Linked DNA regions of Mus musculus: all the other regions are linked to region 1. The links are chromatin contacts, called in public ChIA-PET, HiChIP or PLAC-seq, capture Hi-C and promoter capture Hi-C maps. All regions are on one chromosome and are shown on one strand. Each heading gives the region's core, a stretch centred on a gene start, on an enhancer-like site or on the middle of the called end of the contact. The rest is flanking DNA. Distances are from core to core; before and after follow the strand shown. Region 1 holds the start of Reps1 (RalBP1 associated Eps domain containing protein). Region 2 holds the start of Hebp2 (heme binding protein 2). Region 3 holds the start of Nhsl1 (NHS-like 1). Region 4 has its middle 24 kb from the start of Txlnb. Region 5 holds the start of Txlnb (taxilin beta).

Region 1 (4,646 bases), core at 945-3,444:
AAAGGGTACTGGTTTTAGAGTTGAGTAGGTTTAGAACCCTGCATCTAGATATTTAGTGTCATGAAACTTACAAGTTGCTAACACCATTTTTGTCTCAGTATCCCAAGTTTTCAAAAAAGGAAACCCTTGTCAAGCTCGTTTCACGGGGCTGTTGTCATCAATGGTGTAATCAGCATAAAATTTTAGAAAAATGAATATGTACAGAAATTCATATTTGGATATCAGCTAGACATGCAATAAGGAAAAAGAATTCAGGTTAAGAAGAGCAAACACAGCACAACAGCTGGAGATCAGGTGTTAGCGGGACTGTTCTCCAAGACGGAGCCCTCGGAACAGGAGAAGGAACGTGCAAATGTCTGTGTGAGGTTTCAGAAGGAACAAAGGCTTAGGGCAGGATAGAGCTGCTAGGCCATGGGGAGGTGGCAGGGGAAAAGAGACCAGTGACAGCAGGAATCAGTCCCTACCTCATTGAACCTATCTTTTAAAAATGCACACACACACACACACACACACACACACACATACCCAAACTGCAATTGTGAGTATGAATTGTAAGACGTACTAAGCACTATATGAAGTAGAGTAACATGAAAATATCGCCACAAAGTGGCATCTATAAAGACTTACATAAAGAGCTTCACAGACGTTCATTTAGATTTAGCCTCCAAAGGAGGCATTTGGTGCCAGAGTTCTTCTTTCTGTTTTCTGGGCTGTTTGAGATAGGGTCTAGGTTGGCCTTCTGTGTTCTGTGAGGCTGAACATGACCTTGAACTTCTGATCCTCCTGTCCTCTACCTCCCAAATGGCTGGGATTACAGGTAAGCACCACCACACTTGATCTATGCAGTGCTGGGAATAGAACCCAGGGCGTTGTGCACACAGTGCTCTAACAAATGAGCTATATCCCCAGCCCTCTATGTCTGCTCATTCTTATAATGATGTCCCCTTAATGGGCTCTATGTAACAGAGAATAAAAACCAAACTTGAAAAGCCCTCTGTGTAATCTTCCTTGGCTCCCGTTTCTGAAATACTTCATATTTAATGCTGACAAGGTCGCGGGCTGACTGGTGATGGTATCCCTTCACTAGGAAAGAAAAGGCAGGGGATCAAGAGTTCAAGTCCAGCCTGACTTCATAGAGTTTCAGGAAAGAAATACTTTTAAAAGATTAAAGGCTCGTTAAGGGTCTATGAACTCCAGAGACAGATGCAGATTAAGACTCCCCCCCCCCCACCCCCCAGAGGAAGGAAGGGATGGTGAGCAACAAGAGGGCCTGGAGTTGGCTGAAGGCCTACACAGGTTTCCCGAGTGGATGGCATAAACCGACAGTATTTGGTTCTCGGTGAAAAAAAAAAAAAAAAAAGGTGACTTTTTTTTTCTTTATTTCTATTTTTTCAAACTTGGTTTTACAGAAGACCCGGCTTGGGACCAGATCGAGTTCAGCCTTGGTTTAAGCGTCCACACCTGAGCAAGCTTCCCTGCTTCAGTGGACGGCGCAAAGCGATGCACTTATCCTCGTTAAGTGCAAACCGTTAGGAAATGCTGCACGCCAGAAGCTGCCGCACCCCAGCCCGCAGTGCGACCTGAACCCTCCGCGTCGCTGGGACGCCGGTCGGTCCCCAAGTGCCCCCAGCCTGGGGTCCTCGCGGAGGGCGCCCAGGGCCACTCGCCGCGCCCCGCCGTGCCGCGGGGCTCCGGCCAGCAGGGGGCGCTGCGGCCCGCTCTCCCGGGAGCGGCCGAGCCAGCCCGGTGGGTGTTTCTCTCTCTCTCTCTCCCTCTCCCTCTCCCTCTCGCGCTCTCTCCTCCCGGCCTCACATCCGGGTCTGGAGCGCGGCCGCCGCTGTCAGTGCCGGGCCGGGGCGCAGTCAATGGCGGCCGAGGGAGGCGGAGCGGCGGCCACGCGCAGCCCCGAGCCCCCGAAACTTTAGACTTCGGAAGCCCCACAACTTCTCGGAGGGGGGCGCGTGGGCGGAAGGGGAAGCCGAGGCGGGAAGCCCGAGGGACGCGGCCGAGCCCGGAGCCGCCGCCTCCTTTTCCCCACGCCGAGCTTGCGGCCGCGCACAGCCGCGCGCCACCGCCGCCGGCTGCCCCGGGCCACACGAGCTCGCGGCCCCGCGGGGAGGCCGTGCCGTGCGCAGTACCCCGCCGGCCGCCCCGGGTCGCGGGGCCGGCGCCCGGGTGGTGCATGCGGGGCGGGGCGGCCGCCGGGCCGAGGCGAAGATGGAAGGCTTGACGCTGAGCGACGCCGAGCAGAAATACTACTCGGATCTCTTCTCCTACTGCGACATCGAGAGCACCAAGAAGGTGGTGGTCAACGGGCGAGTGCTCGAGCTGTTCCGGGCCGCGCAGCTGCCCAACGACGTGGTCCTCCAGGTACCGCCGCGTCCCCGGCCGCGCGGGCCCCGGGCAGCGGCAGCGGGAGTGGGCTCCCCCGGGGACGGGCAGAGGCCGCAGGTGCGGGAGCGGGGTGCGCGGGGACCCCTGGAGGGGGAGGGCTCGCCGTCCGGGTGGGGGCGGGGGTCTGCGGAGCCTGCATCCCTCCGGCAGCCTGTGCACTGGAAGAGCAAGGTCCCGGGTCTCTCGGGTTGTGTGTGCATCCTAGCGTCTGCTGGATATGCCTACTATAGTCACATAGCTCTTCGACTCCCGCACAATAGGAAAGTTACGACTATAGGCAGGCAAAATGCCATATGGATTTTTGAGCGAGCCGAGCAGACTCGATGAAGTGAGATTTGTTACGCTTAAGGTATCCAAGAAGCAGGTGGTTTGGGTTTTTTTTTTAGGGGGGGGGTTGTTTTGTTTTGTTTTAAATTTAAGGAAGCTGTGTTCTTAGGGGAGACTAAGAAATTTGAACTTCTGGCTGATACTTGGCATGTAGATAGATGTGAAAAGAACTTGGTCGTAGAATGGGTGGCCGGTGGACAGTATCTTCTAGTGCCCTTCCCGGGAATAGTCAGTGGAGCTTGTGGGTTTGGTTTGGGATTTATTGAACAGCTGGAATCAGACAGCGGATAGTCTCCTCAGTCTGTAACTCTGCCACTCGTAACTCTGTAGCAGCAAGGGTAAACCTTCTTTGTCGCCTGTTTTAGAAGTGCTAATATTTGTGATGAGCATTAATGCTACTGCTTAATGATTCATAGCTGCTATAGTAAGAGCCTGTTTAAACTGTATGGGAGGAAGGAACCGTCTTAAGTTTTCATCCTCATATTGATCCCAAGCCAGTTATCCAAATCTCCAAACACATGGAGATGGAAGTGGATATAATGCAGTGGAAGCAGAATATTGGGCCAGAGGTTTGATTTTACTTTGTTTTGAGACAGCTTATTGCTTTATATCCCAGACTAGCCCTGAACTCAGGGTCCTGTTGCCCCCTCAACTGCTCAGGTGCTGGGACGTGGGTGTGGGCTGGGCCAGGAGTCTCCAGGCTTTTAGAAATCTCATCACTCTGCCTCCTCAGCCTCCAGTTCTCTGAGGCCCATCTTAGAGTGAAAGTCAGTTTTCTTCTAACAGAAACCCTTGTGATATAAAAATTTCTACACACACCTCGAATATAGACAATACCCGAGTGCCTACTGTGGTTTAGGGAGTGAATTCTTTCTCACTTTGCTTTTGTTTCATTTTGTCATTTTTTCTTAACCCTGGGGTGTGGTGGGGAAAGGTGAGTGTTTTAGGTACCAGGGAAGGATAAGAAAGTCTCAGATCTGTGCTGCTGAAGAGGACAACATAGTGACAATTTTAGGCTTTCCCAACAATTCAGATTCTGTGTGGATTCACTGTTTTTGTTTTTATGGCCCTCTTACGATGAGGAAACCAGGTTTAGCTTGGGTTCACACAAAACATCCCATAGTTTGCTGATGGGTTAAATGATATGGGGCTAGTGTCTAATGGATTTGGTACAAAACTTACAGGTTCTGGACAAGAAGCCCCCCATATTCTATTTTAGCTCATGTCTTTGGGGTTCAGAGTTAACTGGAAATGACTTTGTCATTCTAATGGTACACAAGACTTTTTTAGGGTGTTTACATGTTTAGGGCATAGAAATTAGTGTCCATTAACCTCCAGCTGAGATATGTTCAATTGAATCCAACTTATTTTCATATTTTACTCAATTGTATTGGCATTTGAAAATAAATTTCTATTATCTTTGTACATAGGTAGCTTAAGTCGTTTAAATATTTGGGATTCAATTACACGTTGGAAATTGTAGGATCCCTGAAGCAAGACTTCCACAGTAACATGATCAGGTTGACGATCCCTGACCAGGATATCTGCAGTACTCCTAACCTGAAAACTTTGAGGGCCAAAATATCACAAGTGGAAAATTCCATATTATGAAACTTTCTTGTTCAGAATTATCATTCTTTTAAATTGACTCTCAAACTGTGGGACTACTGTGCATATGAGATGTAAAGAGATCTCTTCAAACTTGGATCCTACCCCCAAGATATCTCATTGTGTGTACACAAACCTTCAGTTTCAAGCATTGCTGATAAAGAATAGCCAACCTGTACTGAATAGCAATCTGGAGTCTTGAAGGCAGCTTACTTAAAATTTGGCCTAAGACATAGAAATGTGAGACTGAAGGGGAATGTGGATTTAGTTTCTCTTATGAGAGTTTGAGATTTTCTGAAAACAGCATTCCATGGCTC
Region 2 (4,646 bases), core at 1,019-3,518, 490 kb after region 1:
CTAGCCAGTCACTAAAACTGTAAGTGCCTTGACCTTGAACCTAGCTTCTAGAAAGAACTACAAAAAGCAAACTTGTGTTTGTGGTAAGCCACAGAGTCTATAGTATTCGTTGTGCCTGCCCAAACAGACTAGGACAGACACCATATGCTGTTTTTTGAAGGCATTATTGTTCAGATCTATCTATTTTGTAGGAAAGGATAGTCCTATGTTTCAAGTGATACAATTTGTGCTATGTTTTATATGTGGAAGATATATAATAGACTTCTCAATAAATGGATTCTATCTTGCAATAGACTTCAGTGACATTTTAAAACCAAGACAGCAGGAAAACATCCTGAAATCTAGTAGACGGTTCTTATGGAAGGGTGAGATGCTTGTGGACTGGTGAATGCACACAGGTAAAACCAGCAGCCAGCAGGCCGGCAGGCAGCATGGCTGTGAATTATCTACCACTTACCGCACGAACACCGTCATTTCAGCTCTGTCTTCAATGAAGACATCTGACTCTGAAGGCCTGGGTGGATCGGGTTGCTGCTCAGAGGGGATGTACAGGGAAATCGTAATGGTAGACTCACTGAAAGGACTTGAGCCGGGCTCCACGTAGCTTGTCACGGGGGCTGTCAGCTTGATTTTCATCTCTACGTCATGGAAAAAATGAAAGCAATTTTAGCATATTATGGCTGATGTTTCTTGATTTCCTTTACATTACCACTATAAATATGTACCCTTGATATGTCTCATCTTTTTGTTTTTGTTTTTCTTTTATAAAGGGGTAGTGGTAGAATGACACATTACTCTACATTAAACAATTTTCTGTAGTGTTTTCTTGGGTTAATAAATTCTATATTTTTAAACATAAAGAAGAAATCACAGAAAACATGGGCCAATTATTTTTCTCTATATCTCAGAAATTGTGGTCCTAAGGCGAAGAGACTTGCAAAATTACACACACACACACACACAACTTGAGGCTCATGCCCTTGCATTTTCCTGTCCCTTGATATCACTATTAGAGGCATTTGGCACAGGAAAGGACTTCTCCCTAGGTAGAGTCCCATTTCATCTAGGAAAAAAAAAAAAAAATGAGGAAAGTATAGACCTTGACAAGCAGAACCCAGCAACACTCTACTGTAGCTACACTAAAGTTCTTGAAGCCAATCGTGAATAAAAACATTAGAGTTTCAGTCATCTGGTTATTCGTCTATTACAAAACAGAATTCTTCAGGAGACTAAAACTCAGTAATCGCAGCATCTCGGAGGCTACTTTTACCTTTCTCATTTTTGCCTTGAATGTAGCCATTCAATTTTGTGAAACCAGTCTGGATGGCTGAATCCCAGTCCAGGGACTCCACGCAAGTGCTGACCCACTTAGCCGGTCCGTAGTGCCGGATCTCATAACTTCCTGGCTAAAATGGTACAGAGAAAACTTAAGAGAAGTAACTCATGAACTCATGAACAAGCAGCAACTCATGAACGTCAGGAGGTGAGAGTCCCCAATACAGGAGAGCTGCAACCCTCTCCCCCCAAGGTCTAGCCTGAGGTTCCCGTTCTTTAGGACAAGCATGGACTCTCCTGAGGTTTCCCTACGGGTTGGAGAGCAGATACTGCCCTAAGGACAGATTACAAGCTTTTCTTAAATCGAAGCGCTGGGTCTGTGTAGTAGTAACCAGTTTCTCCCTACCCCACCCGCTCCGCGGACAGGAAGTGGATGTATGACTCTCTCCTGGGGTCAGCTAAACAACGCATCTCCTGGTTCGCGCAGATCTAAAATAGTATATATATATATATATATATATATATATATATTTTAACTTAACTCTAGGGGACTCTTCATATCACGGTAAAGTAGCCCAGATGAATCTTTGCGGGCCCTGGAAGACGCCTACCTGGGGGTCTATGTCCTCCGGAGCTTTCCAGCTCGGCATCTCCAAGGCCTGATCCTCTGAGCCCTCGGCCACCCCGAGGTCTGGCTCCGGCTCCTCTGCCATGAGTAAGGGCAGCTTGGGAGGGGCGCGCCCTGTTTGTGTTCACCGGCCACCCTGTTCTGAGTCCCCTCCCCACCGGCGCACGCTCGGCCCTGCAGCCCTTACTGCGGGTCCGTAGGACATTCTCGGTCTGAGCCACAAGGCGGCGTCGCGACCAACCTCAGGCTTGCGCCAGCCCTGGCCACACCCCTCTGCAGGGATAAGGTCAGGATCAGCTAGCTGATCAGACTGATCAGGATCGGCCGGCTGGCCCTGGGTCATCTAGGTCCTCTGCAGAGTCCCTCCCACCTAGCTGATGTTTTGCAGAACTGGATTGTGGGCAGTGGTGGGCGGAGGACTGAGCAGCTCCTAGCTCGGTTTCTGTGGAACCAGTCCGGGCACCCATTCAGGGAGCCTCTCCCTACATTGAAAACGCTGCCAGCGCCTCTGCAAAATCAGCTTCCTCCCCACCCTCACAAAAGAAAATCGCCTGCCCCAAGACTTCGCAGCGGAGCTCCAAGACCTCTAGCAGCTAGCACTCAGGACTCTGACTCCTGCTGCCCTTAGATCCTGGAGTCCAAATTGGGATCCGCAGACTGATTTATACTAGAAGGGCAGCCAGGGCCCACAGTTTTCAGGTTTGCTCAATGTGGAAAGTCAATGGAGACCCAGCATCTTTGGGGAGAGCAATGTGTGTGTGTGTGTGTGTGTGTGTGTGTGTGTGTGTGTGTGTGTGTGTGTGTGTTGTGTCTTGGGCTACTGAAACCATCTGAGTCCTCCAGTCAGCCCTGGAGGACGGGCCAGAGCACACACTAGTGCTCTTTAGATATTTTGGCTAGGCTTCATACTTTTTCCAAAAGATTTATTGAAATAAATTTATATATAATTCATCTCTTTTTTCTTTTAAAATGTTATACCGATATACAATTTATCTTGATCATATCCACCTGCCCCTCTCTCCCCTCAACTCCTGAAACCCCACTCTCCACCCCACCTCCACCCCATCACATCTTCCTTCCAAAATTCTTTGAGTATTTATTTAGCTCACTGGATTCAGCTAGTTCAACTCACATGCACTTAGGCTGGAGTCTATCACTGAGGCACTGAAAACCCATGCTCACACTCCTAAAAAGAAATGAGTCTCTAGGTCCCAGCAACCCGTTACTGATAAAGAATTCTCAGGAGTACTCCAGAGACATCCCTCCCCCATGCTGGAATTTTTTTCAGTTTTATTTTTAATTACATGTATATGTTTTAACATACCTCTACTATTTAATAAACCAGGCATTGTGGTGTACCCCTGTAATCCTAGAACTGTGAGTTTGGAAGCAGGAAACCCAGAAATTCTAAGTGACCCTTGACTACACACAAAAATTGAAGCCACTTGCCCCACCCCCACCCCCTCTTAGCTATATCCGAATGCCTCAAAAACAGAGAATCAGTAATAATAGTAAAGTGAACTACTTAATGGCTTTCAATTATATTTATGGAGTTTTGCAGCAATTACAATGCTAGCCCATCTTTTAATGATCTCCCCCCTCAGCCTTTAGCATGTTCTAAGCCCCTGTGCTAGTTAGTTCTGTTTTGTTTGCTTTTTTTTTTTTTTTTTTTTTTTTTTTGTCAGTTTGGCATAAATCCGGGTCATACGTGAAGAGGAAACTTCAACAGAGAACACACCTGCCTTCAACAGATTGGTTTGTAGGCAAGTCAATGGGGCATTCTCTCTGATGAATGATTAATGTGGACGGGCCCAGCAAACTGTGGGTGGTGCCACCTGGAACAACTGGTTCTGGGAAGTGTAGCTGGGGCTGGGCATGGTGGCATAGATGCTCTTAATGCCAGCACCACACTGGGGAGACGGTTAGCCAGATCTCTGTGAGTTGGAGGCCAGCCTGGTCTTTACAGTGAGTTCCAAGACAGCTAGGGTGGTGTAGAGAGACCCTGTCTTGAAAGAAAAGCAAAAAGAAAGGTAGCTGAAGGTGAGTCTGGGAACAGGCAGCACTCTTCCCTGCGTGGTCTCTGCTTCAGTTCTTGCCCACAGTTTGCTGATATCACTCAGTGATAGACTGTGGTATGGAAATGTAAGCCAAATAAACACTTTCTTCCCCGAGTCACTTTTGGATAGTGTTTTATGGCAGCATCAGAAAGCAAACTGGGGCACACCCAACTCCTAGAGCCATGCTCCAAGAAACTAGTAACTTGAACTTATCTTTGTGGTTTGATTGGAAACCAAAAACAAAATAAAGCAGAGGGGCCTACCCACCCTGCACCTCCCATCCTGCTGATTGACCACGGGTCATCTCTAGAAAATGTCAAAGAGCCAGGATGGTGTAAAAGTGTCCCAGATTTACTGAGTCCACGCCTAGCGCTCAGACACTTCATATAGAAGAACCACACTGTGGGATGCTCTGTGTGACTAACTGCCTTTGCTTAAAGTATCTTCAGGGTTCATGCATGTCATACACATTTTTTAATGGTCAAATAAGGATTTTTATAAGCAGTTTGTTTATCAATGTATGATGATTTGTATTGTTTCAACTTGGACTATTGTCAGCTTTTGTGTAGGGAAGGGTGGAGGAAGGAGGGGGGGGGGAGAGGGAGAGGATACAAATTGTATACAGGTTCTTGTGAACTGCTAAGTTGTTCTTGAACCATTTGATACTCTATTTACCTGCATCCTCT
Region 3 (4,646 bases), core at 760-3,259, 350 kb after region 1:
CTGATATGCAGTATATCTGATATGTGACCCCAAGGAGGTTAAGACCCACAGATTGAAAACCACTGACCTAAGCCATAGATTAGGCAGTACATGGAGGATTGGTTAATCAATTCTGTTTTGTGGTTTGTAGGAACAGTTTTTAGAAATCCAGTTTGTGGGCTGGAGAGATAGTTCAGCAGTTAAGAGCACTGACTGATTGCTCTTCCAGAGGTCCTGAGTTCAATTCCCAGCAACTGCATGGTAGCTCACAACCATCTGTAACAGGATCTGATGCGCACTCTTCTACAGCTACAGTATACTCACATAAAATAAATATTTTTTTTTTTTAAAAAAAGAGTGAAATCCAGTTTGTTAGCATGCCTACATTTAGGGTAAAATTGTTTTTTTGGCAAATAATTTCAGCTTCTGTATAAATGTAAACAACTTTAAGGGACAGTCTTGAGTCTTGGCTCTGATAAGCCAGTTATTTCTCTTGGTTGCTCATAGTGAGTTTTCTCCTTGCTCCTCCGTTAGGTTCTGCCAGATGTGTGCAAGGCTGGGGCCATGTGAGGAGTACTGAGTCCAGTACTGGGTACTGGACTGGGTGCACTGAGACTGTGCACCCAGGCCAAGAGGATTCAGCTGTCTCAGGTGTATCAAGGTGTATCAGGCACAGCAAGGGGTTCATTATGAAGCTTAGATACCTTTAAATTATAAATGTGAATTACAGTGCAGCTATAAGGAAGGTGTGGACAGCAGGTTAGAGAGACTTGTGCACGTTGTTTGGTGCCCATGCACTCTTAGAGGGCAGGAGCTCTGTCTTGCTAAGTAGAAGGCTCGTTCACATTTTTTCTGAGGTGCTCTTAAAAACTCCTCATTTTTATATTTTTAATTCTTTTTACTTCTTGTTTTCTTGAGACTGGATGTCACCTAGCCCAGGCTGGCTGCTCTACATAGAGTGGAAGTCAGTTCTCTGCATTTACCTCTTCAATATCAGGAAGATGGGTGTGCACCACTGGGCCTGGCAGCTCTATCGTCTCTGCACTTGTAATAATGGTCAGTGTAGACACATCACTGAAAATTAAGAGCTGAGGTAGGTAGGACCAGCACACCCAGTAGCCGAGAACTTCAGACCCCGTGCTGTCTGCTTCCCATCCCTGACCACTGCTCTGGCATGGGGTATGTGTGGGCTTGAGTTCATCTGTCTGTAACCTGAGGCATTTAGGCATCATGGTCTCTTGAGAACCCTTTAGCTTTTCTGGCCTCATTAGTGCTGACGGCTGTTTTCTCAGTTGCCTCTTCAGTCCCAGTGTCTTCTTGTGTAGCATGAGAGTCTACTGTCTTGGGGACACTTTGCTCTGGAACTTCTTCAGCGAACGCCCCAGCCCTGGCATGCTTGAAGAACTCCGTCATTCCGTCTCAGAGAGTCAGGGTAGACTTGAGACACAAAGTTTGCCTTTAGAACTGTTTGTTCTCTGGAACAGGGTTTCCCTGTGTAGCTAGCCCTGGCTCTCCTGGAACTCACCTTGTAGACAAGGCTGCCCTTGATCTAGGAGTTCCTCCTGCCTCTACCTCCCCATATTCTGCCTGCTGGCTGCAGAAGGGGAGGCAGAAACAGGTGCACACATGGCTGCGTTTCACCTTTGCTGAAAGCAGGAAGTGAAGTGAAACTGCTTACCTTATCCTTAATCGCGGCATTCCTTAACCCGTGTCCCCACCCCCACCCCCGGAATTCGGGACTAGAAACCACATTAAAAGCGCTTCTGGTGATCACCCTTTTTCAGAAGTGGGTCCAGTAGTCAGCAATCAAAATCTTTTTTGTGATCTGCAGAGAGACGTCTACGTTCTGCACAGGCTTGCTTTTCCATTGCTTTGCAGGAGTTCAGAAGTTTGAGCTACCACTGAAGTACGGTCTGTGGAGGGGCGGGGCTCTCTGTCTCCAATGAGGTGCCTTCAGTGTCGGGCAAGCCTATCATCTTTCGCAGGAGTGCTTACTCTGTAATCCAAGCGATAGCCACGCAGCCTGTTTTATTGTTTGTGGAGTCCTGCGGCTAGGAGCGCTTCCCAGACGGGAAGGAGGGCAAGTGGGCGGTTTATGATTCTTCCCTGGGCCGGGACAACAGAGCCGAACCCTTTGATTTCTCCTGAGTAACCTGTGTGGGTGAACTTTAAACTAGGGGCCTGCTTGACGCTGGATCTTTTTCTGCAGGGTGAGGAGTTAGCTCCGGAAGCCTGGCTGTCTGCCTTAAGAGGGAAAGATGCCCTGGAGAGGCGTAGGATTACCTTTAGGGATGCTAGCCATGCAGCCAAGAGTCGGGGTACCTTGGCTCTTCTTCACAAAGTCTTGGCAAGTGTGTCTGAAATGACTGTACTGTTTATTTTTCTAAAGCTTGTACTTCTATTTATTATTATTTTTATTTTTGCCTGAGGACCTCCCGCCAGAAATTGGTGCTACAATGTGTCTAGAGTAAACCATTTTCTTAAAAAATTTATCTTTAATCCTTCATTTTCCTTTTAATCGGGCACGCAGAAGCACAAAGCCTGCCCGACTCTCAGCGTTAAGAGGGAAGGGGCAGGCCCCTTTCAAGGATCCCGGCCAATTCTAAAAAGCCAGCATTTTGTTTGTTGGGCTGCCCTTTGTCTCTAGAGGATTTTGATGTGAAAGAAGATGAAAAAGGACGGCTCCTCAGGTTCCTTCGGAATCAAGGCAAGCCCAGGCTCCCTCTCACGTGCTGTGAGTTGGATAAATTTCTCCTCCCTGTCCAGGCAGACAAAGAGGCTGTTCCGCAGTGATGGAGAGCTGTCCGTTTGTGGGCACCAGGTGGAAGCCGATGATGAGAACTGGATATACAGGACCCAGCCCAGAAAAGGTGACTTGATTTTATTCTTAATTTAAACATCTTTTTAAAAGTTTGCTCTATAGAATTCTTTGTTCCTGCCGGTGCTTTCCTGTCACGTCCTCTCCTGCTCCATCAGGAGTTCCTTATTTGTTTTTTTTTGTGCTGGAGCTAAGTACCATTCATTTGTTTACACGTCTGAAATAAAAACTGCTCCGCCAAGATCCAGCTTGAGACCGTGTAGCCTTCCCAGAAGGTTAAATAGCTGTTGTTTGCCGCAGGTGCTCTCCCCTCTTCCCCAGTCCATGCTCGCCTGTGACTTGGATAAGTCAGTAAGACGCTGTCACCCCAGATGGAATCATCTGGTCTGGGCCAAGTCATGAGCTCTTTCCAGTAAGTGCTCTGACAAAGCTTGAGGGTTTGTGTCTTTTTGCGGCGTTCTTCTGAGAAGATGAATGGGTTTGGTGAATGTGTGACTTAGACAGGTGTTGAGTGTGACACGGAGGAAAATGGACACAAGGGGTTTACCTTGGCCAAAAGAGTTTTGGATTTCTGTCAAGTTCCTTGTCAGACCAGCGCTGGTGTCTGTTCTCAGGATTAGCATGTTAGACCCCCTGGAAGGTGAGGAAGACTATAGTCCTGCTGGAGGACATGGGCACATCCTAGGCTTTTATAACACTCCCTATTTTCTATATAGACTTTCTAACGTCTGCCTATTAGGATGTCTGGTGTAGGGACTGAACTGTTTAGCTCTGAAATGGTTTCTTCATTGGATGTTGTCCAGAGTTCAGCAGGGAAGCACTCCTGTGTGTTACAAAGGAGCCTAGGCCAGACACTGTTCAGGACTGACTTGTTTACTGTGTTCTCCCTTTGCCAAGGGAAACCTTGCTAGAACATCTCAGGGACCTATTCTTTCTTCCCTCTCTTTTGGGAACCCAAACTGCAGAAATGTAAGAATTAACTAACCTGCATGCTCTGGGTACACGGTCACTCTGTGCACTCTGAGGATTAAAACACAGCTCTTTTACAAGGACAATGGATGTTAACTGGATTGTGTTTGTCTGTTGAACTGGCAGAGGAAGGGCTGGTTAATATTTTTTAAAGATGCCAGCTATTGTATCAAGGAGTTGGTTGGTTACCAGTGGTCTACTCATGCTGAGCTTTGAAACCTGGCTTTGAGTTCACACTGTGTAATTACCAGTATCAAAACAGGCATTTGCTTTCTGGATGAAGCTGGGTAGTTCACATCTGGGAACTACTTTTCTAAATCAGGAATAAGCTGTGGTTTTGGTTATGTTTGAACCAGACAAGTCTGTAGGGTGGACACCATGGTGCTGTGGTTACAAGGGGGTACACTCTTGACTCCCTTTAGCCTTTGCCAGAAGTTGCTTCTCAGAACGTACTTTGCTTCAAACCAAGTGCTATCAGGTTTCTGTTGGAGAGTGTCTACGTGTGACCATGTGGCTTTCTTTAGGACTTTCACTGTCCATGGTTCATGTAAGTTAACATTAAAGGGAGAGACTGAATTTGTATGCCTTAGGTTTAGTTGGAAAGTGAAGCAAGTAGTGTATACTTGACTTGTAGAAAATAAAGAAGTCATTGTGGAGGGCAAGGGCAAGTTCTAAAGGAAGGCAGGACTTGTTTATTTACAATACGTGCCTTTTATCCCTTCATGTAATAGGGCACTGTAGCCTCCTGTATCTAAATGGGGGCTTACTACAGCATGTACATTTATAGGTTCTTAGAAATAATTGCCCCAGAGTAAATATTATCATTTTGACATATGGAGTTAGGGGAAATCCGTAAAAAGCTGCCTGTACATTACAAATC
Region 4 (4,646 bases), core at 1,451-3,950, 280 kb before region 1:
TGCCAATTTCAGTTGAAGCGCAACTGTGGCCTACGAGCTCAGCTCTCCTTCCCTAAAATGTTGCTATCCCGAAACCATATTGTTCTTATTTTCTGAAGACTAATCTGTAACAGACGCTCATCAGCTGGCTCACAGCCACATAACCATGAGTTAGTAGAGACATGTTCCTTTGTGTTCTATTTACACAATTGTGTGCTATTTGAATTTTTTTGCCATGCCTAGTGTGTTGGATCTTTCCTTTTTCTTTTTCTTCTTCTTTTCCTTTTTCTTTTTCTTTTTCTTTTTTCTTCTGTTTAATCTTCTTTGTTTTGTTTTTGAGACAGGATATCACCATGTATCTCCGACTGGCCTGGAATTCTCTATATAAACCAGACTGTCTTTCAACTCACAGATACTGGCTCTGCCTCCTGAGTGCTGGGGTTAAAGGTAACCTTCCCCAGCATGGGTTGGGACTTAATTAATACAGAGTTCTAAGCAAGGGAGTTGTTGACCTGCCTCTGGTGGTTTGAATATGCTTGGCCCAGGGAGTGGCACTCCTCATTGGAGTAGGTGTGGTCATGTGGAGGAAGTGTGTCACTGATGGGTGTGGGCTTTGAGACCCCCCTCCTAGCTGCCTGGAAGTTACTCTTCTCCTGTTTGCCTTTGGAACAAGATGTAAAACTCTCAGTGCTTCTAGTACTATATCTGCCTTGATGCTACCATGTTTCTTGCCATGATGATAATGGACTGAACTTCTGAACCTGTAAACCAGACCCAATTAAATGTTCTCTGTTACAAGCGTTGCCTTGGTCATGTTGTCTCTTCACAGCAAAGGAAATCCTAACTAAGACACCACCTATGATCTGTTTTTATATTCTCTTCACTGTCCTAAAAGTGCATGTCAAAGGGGGTGGCATTGGAAGATGGACTTTCTGGAGGCGATTGAGTCATGAAAATGGTGTCCTTTGGCAGGTCAGCACCCATATGAGAGAGCTATCTGACTTCTGCTAACATAGGAGAACACTGAGAAGGTACGGTCACAGAGTCAGAAACAGGTCCTTACCAGGTACTGACCTAACTTTCTAGTCTTCTGAGAAGCTGATTCCATTGTTTATCGGTCTCCCAGGCTATGTTGCCACATTATAACCGCTCAATTGGACTGAAATAGATTTCTTTTAAACTATATGGACTCCATTAGCACGCTGCAGACTTTTACATTGATATATTTTAAGTCCAGACTATTCATTCAACTTTAGATTCATAATTCAACTATTTAATGACCCTTTTACTCAGGCTTATAAAACTTTACCTGTCCAAAACTTATCCCTCCGTTATGTTCCTCCTAATATTCTCTACTTAAAAAAAAAAAAGTAAGAAAGAAAGAAAGAAAGAAAGAAAGAAAGAAAGAAAGAAAGAAAGAAAGAAAGAAAGAAAAAGAAGAAAAGGAATTTCAGTCAGGCATGGTGACACATACCTTTCATTCCACACCCAGGAAGCAGAGGCAGGCAGATTTCTGAGAATTCCAGGCTAGTTTGATATACATAGCAAGTTGCAAGTCAGCCAGGGCTACATAAAGAGGCCTTGTCTCAAACACGCTGGAGTTTTGTCCAATTCTTCTTTTCCTTTTTGATGCCACATCCAATACAAAGTCTTTTTTATTTTAATAACTTTTTTTAAAAAGATGTGTTTATTTTATGTATGTGAATACACTGCAGCTGTCTTCACACACACCAGAAGAGGGCAGCAGATCCCATTAGAGATGGTTGTGAGCCACCATTTGGTTGCTGTGAATTGAACTCAGGACCTCTGGAAGGGCAGTCAGTGTCCTTAACCACCAAGCCATCTCTCTAGCCCTGATACATAGTCTTGTTTTGTATTTAATACTGATGCAGAATTCAACCACTTAGCATGTTCATGACTACCATGCTGGGCCAATCTTCCAGGATTATTCAAATTTCTTTTGGTTGCTCATATTAAAGTTACATAAGCAACTGCTTCCCTGGCTACTCCCTTAACCGTGCCTATGTCATTGCCTCCAGTGAAACTTCATACTCCACTTGTTAGATTTTGCTCTTTAAGAAAAGAATAGTTCATGTTTTACTTAATTGCTTTGTTTATTCTGGGGTTTTTTTTGTTTGTTTGTTTGTTTGTTTGGTTAGTTGGTTGGTTTTTTTTTCTGGGTAGTATGCTCTGTTGGGACAGTCATTTAGTTAGGTTCACTTTCTTCTTCTCCTTTTTTTCTTGTCTGTCTGTTGAATCTCCCAGGAATCTTTGCTCACTGAGTGGTGATGGCCCCAAGATCGTGTTCCCTGAGATGATTATCTCTGAACATCCAGTTTCCTTATATTTCTTTCATCTACTTCTTCTAGATCTTTCTGCATTTTCAGCTGCTGAATCAAGACTTCAGCGAGAGGCCAGCAAGATTTTTAACTGTCATCTCAATAAGAAGCTCCGTCTTGGGGCCAGTCCCTAAGAGTGTGCTGTCTTAGACACACAGGAAGTCAGTCATCCTGTGCTGATGATTCGTCCCAAGATGACGTTCAGCTGCAGACTGGTGTGGGTAAGGAAAGCCTGTTAACGGGGAGACAAGTGTTCATCTCTTCATTTACTTGGATAGCTGTGATGAGAAGGAAGGCCGCTCAGCGCCATGCGCCATGTGCCACAGCCTGTCTGTCTCGGGATCTTTGCACAGCTGCATGTTTTCCTCTGGGTACTAGCTTACTGACTTCCGCTGCTGACTCATAATTTCTGTTTCCTGTTCAGTTTGCCACTGCTATGGCAAGTCTCGGGGCTTCCTTTTGAGTCAGTTCCCATCCTCTAAACTTCTGAATGGTTCAGCTTCTCTCAAAAATTTGGCCAGCATTGATTTCCCATGGGGCAAGCGTCCACAGGGAGATCTATCTAGTGCGCAACCCATTTTTACCTGGTGCGGTCAGAGCTTGTAGAATGTCTTGCAAAGCAAGACCTGTCCCAAAAGATGTGAGCGGGGCAGGTAGGTGGCGGTCGTCCTCTATTGTCATCTTAGGGCAAATTAGTCCCAGGTCACTTATTCTATGGTTTATTTAACTCACTGGGACATGAACACTGATTGAAAAACCCCATCTTTGTAGTTGCACACACCTTTAATTCCAACACTCAAGAGGCAAAGGCAAAAGGATTTGTGTGAGTTTGAGGCCAGGCTGGTTTACAAACAAGCTCAAGGACAGTCAGGACTACAGAGAGAGAGAGAGAGAGAGAGAGAGAGAGAGAGAGAGAGAGAGAGAGAGAGAGAGAGAGAGAGAGATGCTGTCACAACAAACTAACTACAATGTTAATTAAAATAAAACTGCCATCTTTGATTGCCTTATCCTAGTGCCAAGTGGTGAATGAGTGGACTTAGCACTTAAGTATAACTTTGTGTTCAGAAACCCAGGCGCAAAGCTTGTTCTAGTTTCCTTCAGGTTTCCTATGATGAACAGAAGCCAATGGCTTGAGCTGTGTCAATAATTTTCTTCTTTTCTTTTCTTTCTTTCTTTTTTTTTTCATTGTTATTCCAGTTCAGGACCACAATTTATAACATACCTTGCTCTGTGTATTATCATTTCAGGAAAGAAGATTTCTATCAAACTGCTTTATTTTGAATGTGGAGTTTGATTGGTTGGTTTGGTTTGGTTTGAAGATTGGACTTTACTTTAAGAAAATTCTAGGGGCTGGAGAGATAGCTCAATAGGTAAGAACACTGCCTGCTCTTCCAGGGGACTTGGGCTCATCCCCAGCCCTCACATGGCAACTTATAGCTAACTACAACTGCAGATCCAGGGGATCCAATGTCCTCTTCTAGCCTGTGTGGGCACCAGGCATACCTGTGGTTCCCAGACATTCATGTAGGCAAAACACATGAAAGCATAAAATAATATAAAGCTCTAATTTTTAACTCAAACCTATGCCAGTATTTTCCAGAGTCAGGTGATAGTATCTCAATGAGATGGCACAGAGAAACTTCTAGAATATCGTAATATGGATGGACCCTTGCTCACATCTGGGCTCAGGAAACAACGTGCCATGGTATGGGGGCTCTGAGGTCTGGTGCTGAGGTTGAACTGAAGGCTTTGAAAGGCCGTAGGAGCCATCGCAGAGGGCTCCTGCCTTCCCGGCTGTCATTCTCACTGCCCCCGCCCCTGAAGTAAATCAGAGTAGCAGCGATTCCTGTCCCTAAGCTAGGCCATTGAAACCAGTACCCCTTCCCTCACCCCAAAGCAATCCTACAGTCTAAAACCATTACCATAGCCTTCCTCTATCTTTAGGCATAACAGCTGATCATAAAGAAATTCTCAAAACTACTCTATCTAATAAGAGATGCTCCCAAAGTAGCCTGTCCCGTCCCCAGGAGATGGGATGCCCAGGAGAATCAGGGCAGGAAGCATGCTAGGGTTCCCCACTGGAGTCTACTCATTAGCACAGACCTTTTTCCGGTCTCATTTCTAGTGGCATCATCAAATCTGATTACAAAAGTAATGGCTTTTTCAGGGTCTTTGCAGTCTTCAGTCTCAAGGCTCCTCTGCCACATAAATTGTTGGTTTGAGCCTAGTGAGGTGGCTCAGTGGTTAGGAGCACTTGAGTTTTTTTTTTTTCCCCTCCCAGAGGTTTGATGCCCAGTACCCACGTAAAAATTATTCCTGACTGCAGTG
Region 5 (4,646 bases), core at 1,411-3,910, 260 kb before region 1:
CACACAACTCCTATGCAAATATCTTTAGAGAGAGTTGGGTCATTCTGTGATTCAGTTTTGTGGAATTTTAAAGTGATACATATATGAAAATGTATATTTTATAATAACTCTAAGAAAGGTTAGCCAGGTGGTGGTGGCACACGCCTTTAATCCCAGCACTTGAGAGGCAGAGGCAGGCAGGTCTCTCTGAGTTGCAGGCTAGTCTTGTCTAAAAAGTGGGCACTCACTTTGAAACTTACAGAGAAACCCTATGGAGTGGCAGGGAGAAAAGAAAGGGACAGGTATAAGAAAGCTATGCCTGTTTTCATGTTAGTACATATTGTATGTATATATACACACAATAACATAATAAGACAGTCCTGTCATTAGATTTCCTCTTCCATTAGTTTCAATGGAAACTATTTTGTTAAAAGGGCCTGCACCTCAAAGTGGGACTTTTCATGGACCCCACCCCCAGCTGTATAAATAATGACATGGAGTCAATAATATTTTAATGCCTCAGCTTGGCAGTCTCCCAACGACTCTAGCTGACTAATTCTGGCCTACATCTTGTCACATGGCCAGGTCTACCTCTCTGCTCCGGCCTGAATCATCCCTTCTGTGATCCCTGATGAACCTCCTGCATTTGATTGCTTCTCCCGAAGTTCCTATCTCTGCCTGGAAGTGCCGCCTCCTAGTCCCTGCTCAGCTATTGGCCATCAGTTTTTTATTACATCCAATAGGCAAGGAAGGAAGGATGAATGTTTGCAAAAATATGAGGCTGGCGATGGGCCACGGAAACAACAATACCAAGATGCGACGAGTACTTAGCTCTCTGCAGGTACCCGTTAAACAATTGATGACACAGAAACATACCTTCACAAAATGTACCCTAACAGTACCTTATTTAAAATTGTTTAGAACTGATCTGCACTTGGAGATCTGATTGAGTTGATTGCTCCAATCCAGGATGTGCTGTCTTCTGATTTGTGGTGTTAACCGAATATTCACGATGTGAGGATTAAGGAGAGAATATTATTTTCTTTCACCAGTTTCATTGTGTTTGCCATGAAAGGCCCGAAATTAACCTGTAAACCCCAGTTGCCCAAGGACCAGGTAACTTCCGGGAATGCTGGGAGTTGTAGTTCTCAGAAAATAACAAAGCCTCATAGGAAACTATGATGGCCTATAGGTCATCCTTATAAATCCCTGCTACACAGGCTCAAGGCCATTCCAGCTGAGAAACTCCAGGGAATGGTCCTGATTAAAGTCGAGGATTTGGTGGTCAGTATTTAATATTTAATAAAGCTAGCTTTAATTTGCCCGGAGCTGGTGGACTTGGGGTTTTTTCTCTGGCAAATCCCAGGATTAACAGTCACTGCAGTGTCTCTGTCAGAGTTTCTCCTTCTCAGGCTGCTTCTTCCCATCATGCCTTTCCTGCACCCCTTTTCAGCCCTTTCTGTGATTGTGACTTACAGCACCCCGAGCTCAGGAAGTAGGGAAGCACTTGGGAGTGGGGTGCACGTTAGCTTCCGTTTCATTCCCTTTAACAATCTGACACTGAGGTAGAGGCTTTTTAAAAAACGTGAACTTACTCCTTTACAGTGCTGGAGGTCAAAGTCCAAAATGAGTTCCATGGGGTCTGAGGTGAAGCTGTTGGTGTGGCTGCATCCCTCTGGAGGCTTGAGAGAAGAGTGTTTTGTTGCCTTCCCAGCTTCTAAGGCTTCTTATGCTCCTCGACGCAGGACCTTACTCCATGACACACCCCACTTAGATCGACAGATCTGATCTGATTCTCAGCCTGCTTGCCTCATTTATAAGGACTCTGTGATTAGTGGTCACCCTCAGATCATTCTAGATGACTCTCCACCCCACAATCCTTGACCACATCTGCAAGTCCCCTCTACACGTAAAGTGCCAGATTCAAGGGCTGGATGTCTTTGGGGTGACTAAATTCTCAGAGATGCTGTGCCAAGACTAAATCTGTTTTGGTAAAACATGGAAATACATTCCCCAGAAAGCTTAAGGCACCCATGAATGGCTATGAGTTAGGAGGAAGCTAACAAGCTAATCCTTGTTTCTTTTACACAGGATATTAAGCCGTTCCTCTGACTGTCCTGGAAGTCACCATATTGACCAGGCTGGCCTTGAAGTCACAGAGAGCCACCTACCTCTGCCTCTAGGCCCTAGGAAGGCATTTTTAGGATGAACAAGCTGATGAGATGTCAGCTCTGGACACAGCACACATGCAAAGACTACCTAAACCACAGTTCCAAAAGCCACCTAAATGTGCATTTCAAACTTTGCAAAAACAATAGTAACAACCACAAGAAAGCAGTGTCCTCAGAATTAGTGTCTCTGCCACTTCTCCTGTGCTGTGCCACACCGCATCTTTGGTGGTTCCTAAAAGAAACCTGATACTAACTAATCCAGGGTTGAATCATAAACCCCACGGAGATAAACCAAGAAATAAAAACACTCCTGATGTGTTCCAAAATAACAACAATGTCAGAAAACCGCACCAGGAGGCCATTCATCTGGGTTTGAATTTTAAAGAGGGCTAAACATGGAGAGTCTCACAATTCACCAGCTGCTTTTCTTTCAAAGGATACTCCCCTGGCGACACCTACTGAAGCACAGGCAGACTTCTTTCTTGCTGCGTCACGGGTGTTTCCTTCCCCGCCCCCTCCTTTTGTGGGCGTGTGTGTGTGTGTGTGTGTGTGTGTGTGTGTGTGTGTGTGTGTGTGTGCAGTTTCTCCCTCCTTGTAAGAACTCAGCCCTGCTGCCTGTTCCTGCTGCTGCTGCTGCTGCTGCTGCTGCTCCTCCTCTGACTCTACCACCTCTTTCCTCTCTTTTCTCTTCCTGCTTAGCTCCCTTCCTTCTGGTAAGTATGACAAACACTTCCCCAAGCCCTGAGGGGCAGCCTGTAGCCTGTAGTCTGTAGTGTTCAAAAGTTACAGACGCCAGCAAATGGTAGAAGGGCTTTCCATTGTTCAACTTCACAAGACAGCGGGTGGATCAGGAAGGGATGGTGCGTGTGCGTGTGTGAGCAGCCACAGCTAGCACAGGGGAAACATTCCTCCTTCCCGGAGGGGCACAGAGCCAATAAAGTTTGTAAAAGACAGATTTTAGAGTTTCTTTGTGAGAAGAAACTTTGCTACAAAAAGGACGATTTTAAGGTTCTTTGACTTTGTTTATATTTGGTTTTCCTTCTTGTTAGTTTGTTCTGAGGTGTCTTAAAGAAGTAAATTGTCCTCTAAACAAAATAGGTTACTGTTTTAAAAGAAGGTTGGAGTTTGGAGATACTGCACATCAGTGGAGCATTTGAGGTGCTGAGACTGACACACACACACACACACACACACACACACACACACACACACACATCAACTAATGTGGAACAGGAATTTAAAGAATATCCATAGACCTAAGCTTGAATAGATCACGTGAACATTTTCATGTAGCCTAACCACAGTAAAATGCCCGTGGACTGTTTGAAATAACTGCTTTGAACTTTGATTGACTTCAGATCTCACCCAATGATAATCTCCCCTACACTTAAAAGTTCACATATGGATTCAAACCAGTAAATGGTCACAATTTTTAGTCTGACTGAGAGCCTATTCTCTTGACTTTAGGGATGAAGGGCTAAATGTCAGAACTCATTTTAGAAGAACTTAAAATAACTTCTGGCAGGGCAGCAGGTGACACGTGTCTCTCTGTGTGCTTGGGGGAGGCAGGAGTTATATATAGCAGAGAGCATGGCGAGCGGAGGTCAGGCTCTCGATTGCAGTGGTGGAGACGCAGCCACATTGTGTGATAACCAAGTGATTGAATTAAAAGGAATGACCTTCCTCCTAAGTCCTGGGGGAGCCACAGGTGGGTGGGGACTGTCTCCACACTGTGTCTTCCACTCTCGGGTTGGCAGTCAAGTGTTCAACACCTACTACATTCAAGTGCTTGACACTTGCCCTAAAAATGAGCCAAGGAAGCTATGCAGTTGATAACACAGCATGTTTTTGTTTCCACTGACATGCCAACACAACCGCACGACCCGTGAAGCTAGGGAACGCTGCCATAGTTTTATGCTATTAGTTAGCAGCATAACTATTGCGTTCTATTTGTAAACAAAACGCACCAGAAGTTAAACCCTAAGCCAAATCTCTCCGCCCCTCAGCATGGTAGGAGCAAAGCCCGGAGTCTCTAATGCAATGTGCTGTGTTGTTCCATATTTCCCAGAGGCTCTACTATTATGTGGGTGTTGTTGTTGATGTTGTTGCTGCTGGGAGACAGGATTATATAGCAGAGGCAGGCTAGGGACTCTGTGTAGCTGACAATGACCTTGAACGCCTGACTTGCCTTCCTTTTACAAATAAGAAGTAGACATGCCCCAGCATGCCTGGTTTGAGTCCATATTGCATTTGAATTATTTTTCTAGCTTAAGATATACATTGCTATGTCTTAAAATTCTTACATTTTCCTAGAACTTTTTAAGTTAGAAAATTATCATCTTTTTACTTCAAAGATGAAGTCAGTTTCTAGAGTAAAAGAATGTTATAGAAATTTAAGGAGTTAGTATTATATGTGGGCTGGCGAGATGGCTCAGTGAGCAAAACTGCTTGCTATACAAGCGTAAGGATTAGAGTTCTGATCCTGACAACCATGTG

The links. Promoter capture Hi-C pulls out the DNA fragments that hold promoters and counts their contacts. ChIA-PET counts read pairs in DNA pulled down with a chosen protein or histone mark. HiChIP or PLAC-seq counts read pairs in DNA pulled down with a chosen protein or histone mark. Capture Hi-C pulls out chosen DNA fragments and counts their contacts.
Region 2: a contact with region 1 is called in a promoter capture Hi-C map of neural stem cells. The contact joins the promoter of Hebp2 here to the promoter of Reps1 in region 1. A contact is called at or near these places in 4 of 39 promoter capture datasets (cranial neural crest, embryonic stem cells, hippocampal neurons and 1 more), 5 of 484 Hi-C or Micro-C datasets (cerebellum, cerebral cortex, embryonic stem cells and 2 more) and 1 of 115 datasets of contacts at active chromatin or transcription factors (stem cell-derived neural progenitor cells).
Region 3: a contact with region 1 is called in an H3K4me3 HiChIP or PLAC-seq map of bone marrow-derived macrophages, with 5 times the contacts expected there. The contact joins the promoter of Nhsl1 here to the promoter of Reps1 in region 1. A contact is called at or near these places in 20 of 484 Hi-C or Micro-C datasets (CD4 T cells, the G1E-ER4 cell line, adipose-derived mesenchymal stem cells and 10 more), 3 of 115 datasets of contacts at active chromatin or transcription factors (bone marrow-derived macrophages, large pre-B cells and stem cell-derived neural progenitor cells) and 2 of 9 other capture datasets (embryonic stem cells and macrophages).
Region 4: a contact with region 1 is called in an RNA polymerase II ChIA-PET map of effector CD8 T cells, with 29 read pairs. The contact joins the enhancer-like site here to the promoter of Reps1 in region 1. A contact is called at or near these places in 1 of 39 promoter capture datasets (hematopoietic stem and progenitor cells), 1 of 15 datasets of contacts at CTCF or cohesin (the NIH/3T3 cell line), 11 of 115 datasets of contacts at active chromatin or transcription factors (CD8 T cells, bone marrow-derived macrophages, cardiomyocytes and 7 more) and 1 of 9 other capture datasets (adipose tissue).
Region 5: a capture Hi-C map of macrophages shows a contact between it and region 1, with 4 times the contacts expected there. The contact joins the promoter of Txlnb here to the promoter of Reps1 in region 1. A contact is called at or near these places in 6 of 39 promoter capture datasets (the 3T3-L1 cell line, the SN4741 cell line, cranial neural crest and 3 more), 1 of 15 datasets of contacts at CTCF or cohesin (the NIH/3T3 cell line), 4 of 484 Hi-C or Micro-C datasets (B cells, the HL-1 cell line, embryonic stem cells and 1 more), 3 of 115 datasets of contacts at active chromatin or transcription factors (bone marrow-derived macrophages, memory CD8 T cells and microglia) and 3 of 9 other capture datasets (adipose tissue, liver and macrophages).

What each region holds. Positions count from the first base shown.
Region 1 is chr10:18,053,746-18,058,391 of GRCm38.p6, forward strand. Reps1 (RalBP1 associated Eps domain containing protein) reads left to right here and starts at 2,195. Exons shown (of 20, transcript NM_009048.2): 1 at 2,195-2,370. The coding sequence starts at 2,218.
Region 2 is chr10:18,543,808-18,548,453 of GRCm38.p6, forward strand. It overlaps Hebp2 (heme binding protein 2), which reads right to left and starts at 2,269. Exons shown (of 4, transcript NM_019487.3): 1 at 1,887-2,269; 2 at 1,271-1,406; 3 at 458-638. The coding sequence starts at 1,988.
Region 3 is chr10:18,405,666-18,410,311 of GRCm38.p6, forward strand. Nhsl1 (NHS-like 1) reads left to right here and starts at 2,010. Exons shown (of 7, transcript NM_173390.3): 1 at 2,010-2,849. The coding sequence starts at 2,648.
Region 4 is chr10:17,769,956-17,774,601 of GRCm38.p6, forward strand. No RefSeq gene overlaps it. Among named protein-coding and RNA genes, the nearest start is that of Txlnb, 24 kb to the right of the region's middle. Within about 2 kb of position 2,701, at least 126 of the 459 cell types and tissues checked have an H3K27ac peak or open chromatin away from gene starts, as enhancers often do. A contact at or near this core is called in CD8 T cells, adipose tissue, bone marrow-derived macrophages and 5 more, where this site is marked.
Region 5 is chr10:17,793,559-17,798,204 of GRCm38.p6, forward strand. Txlnb (taxilin beta) reads left to right here and starts at 2,661. Exons shown (of 10, transcript NM_138628.3): 1 at 2,661-2,863. Gm20655 (a long non-coding RNA gene) reads right to left here. Exons shown (of 5, transcript XR_871470.3): 2 at 1-4,646.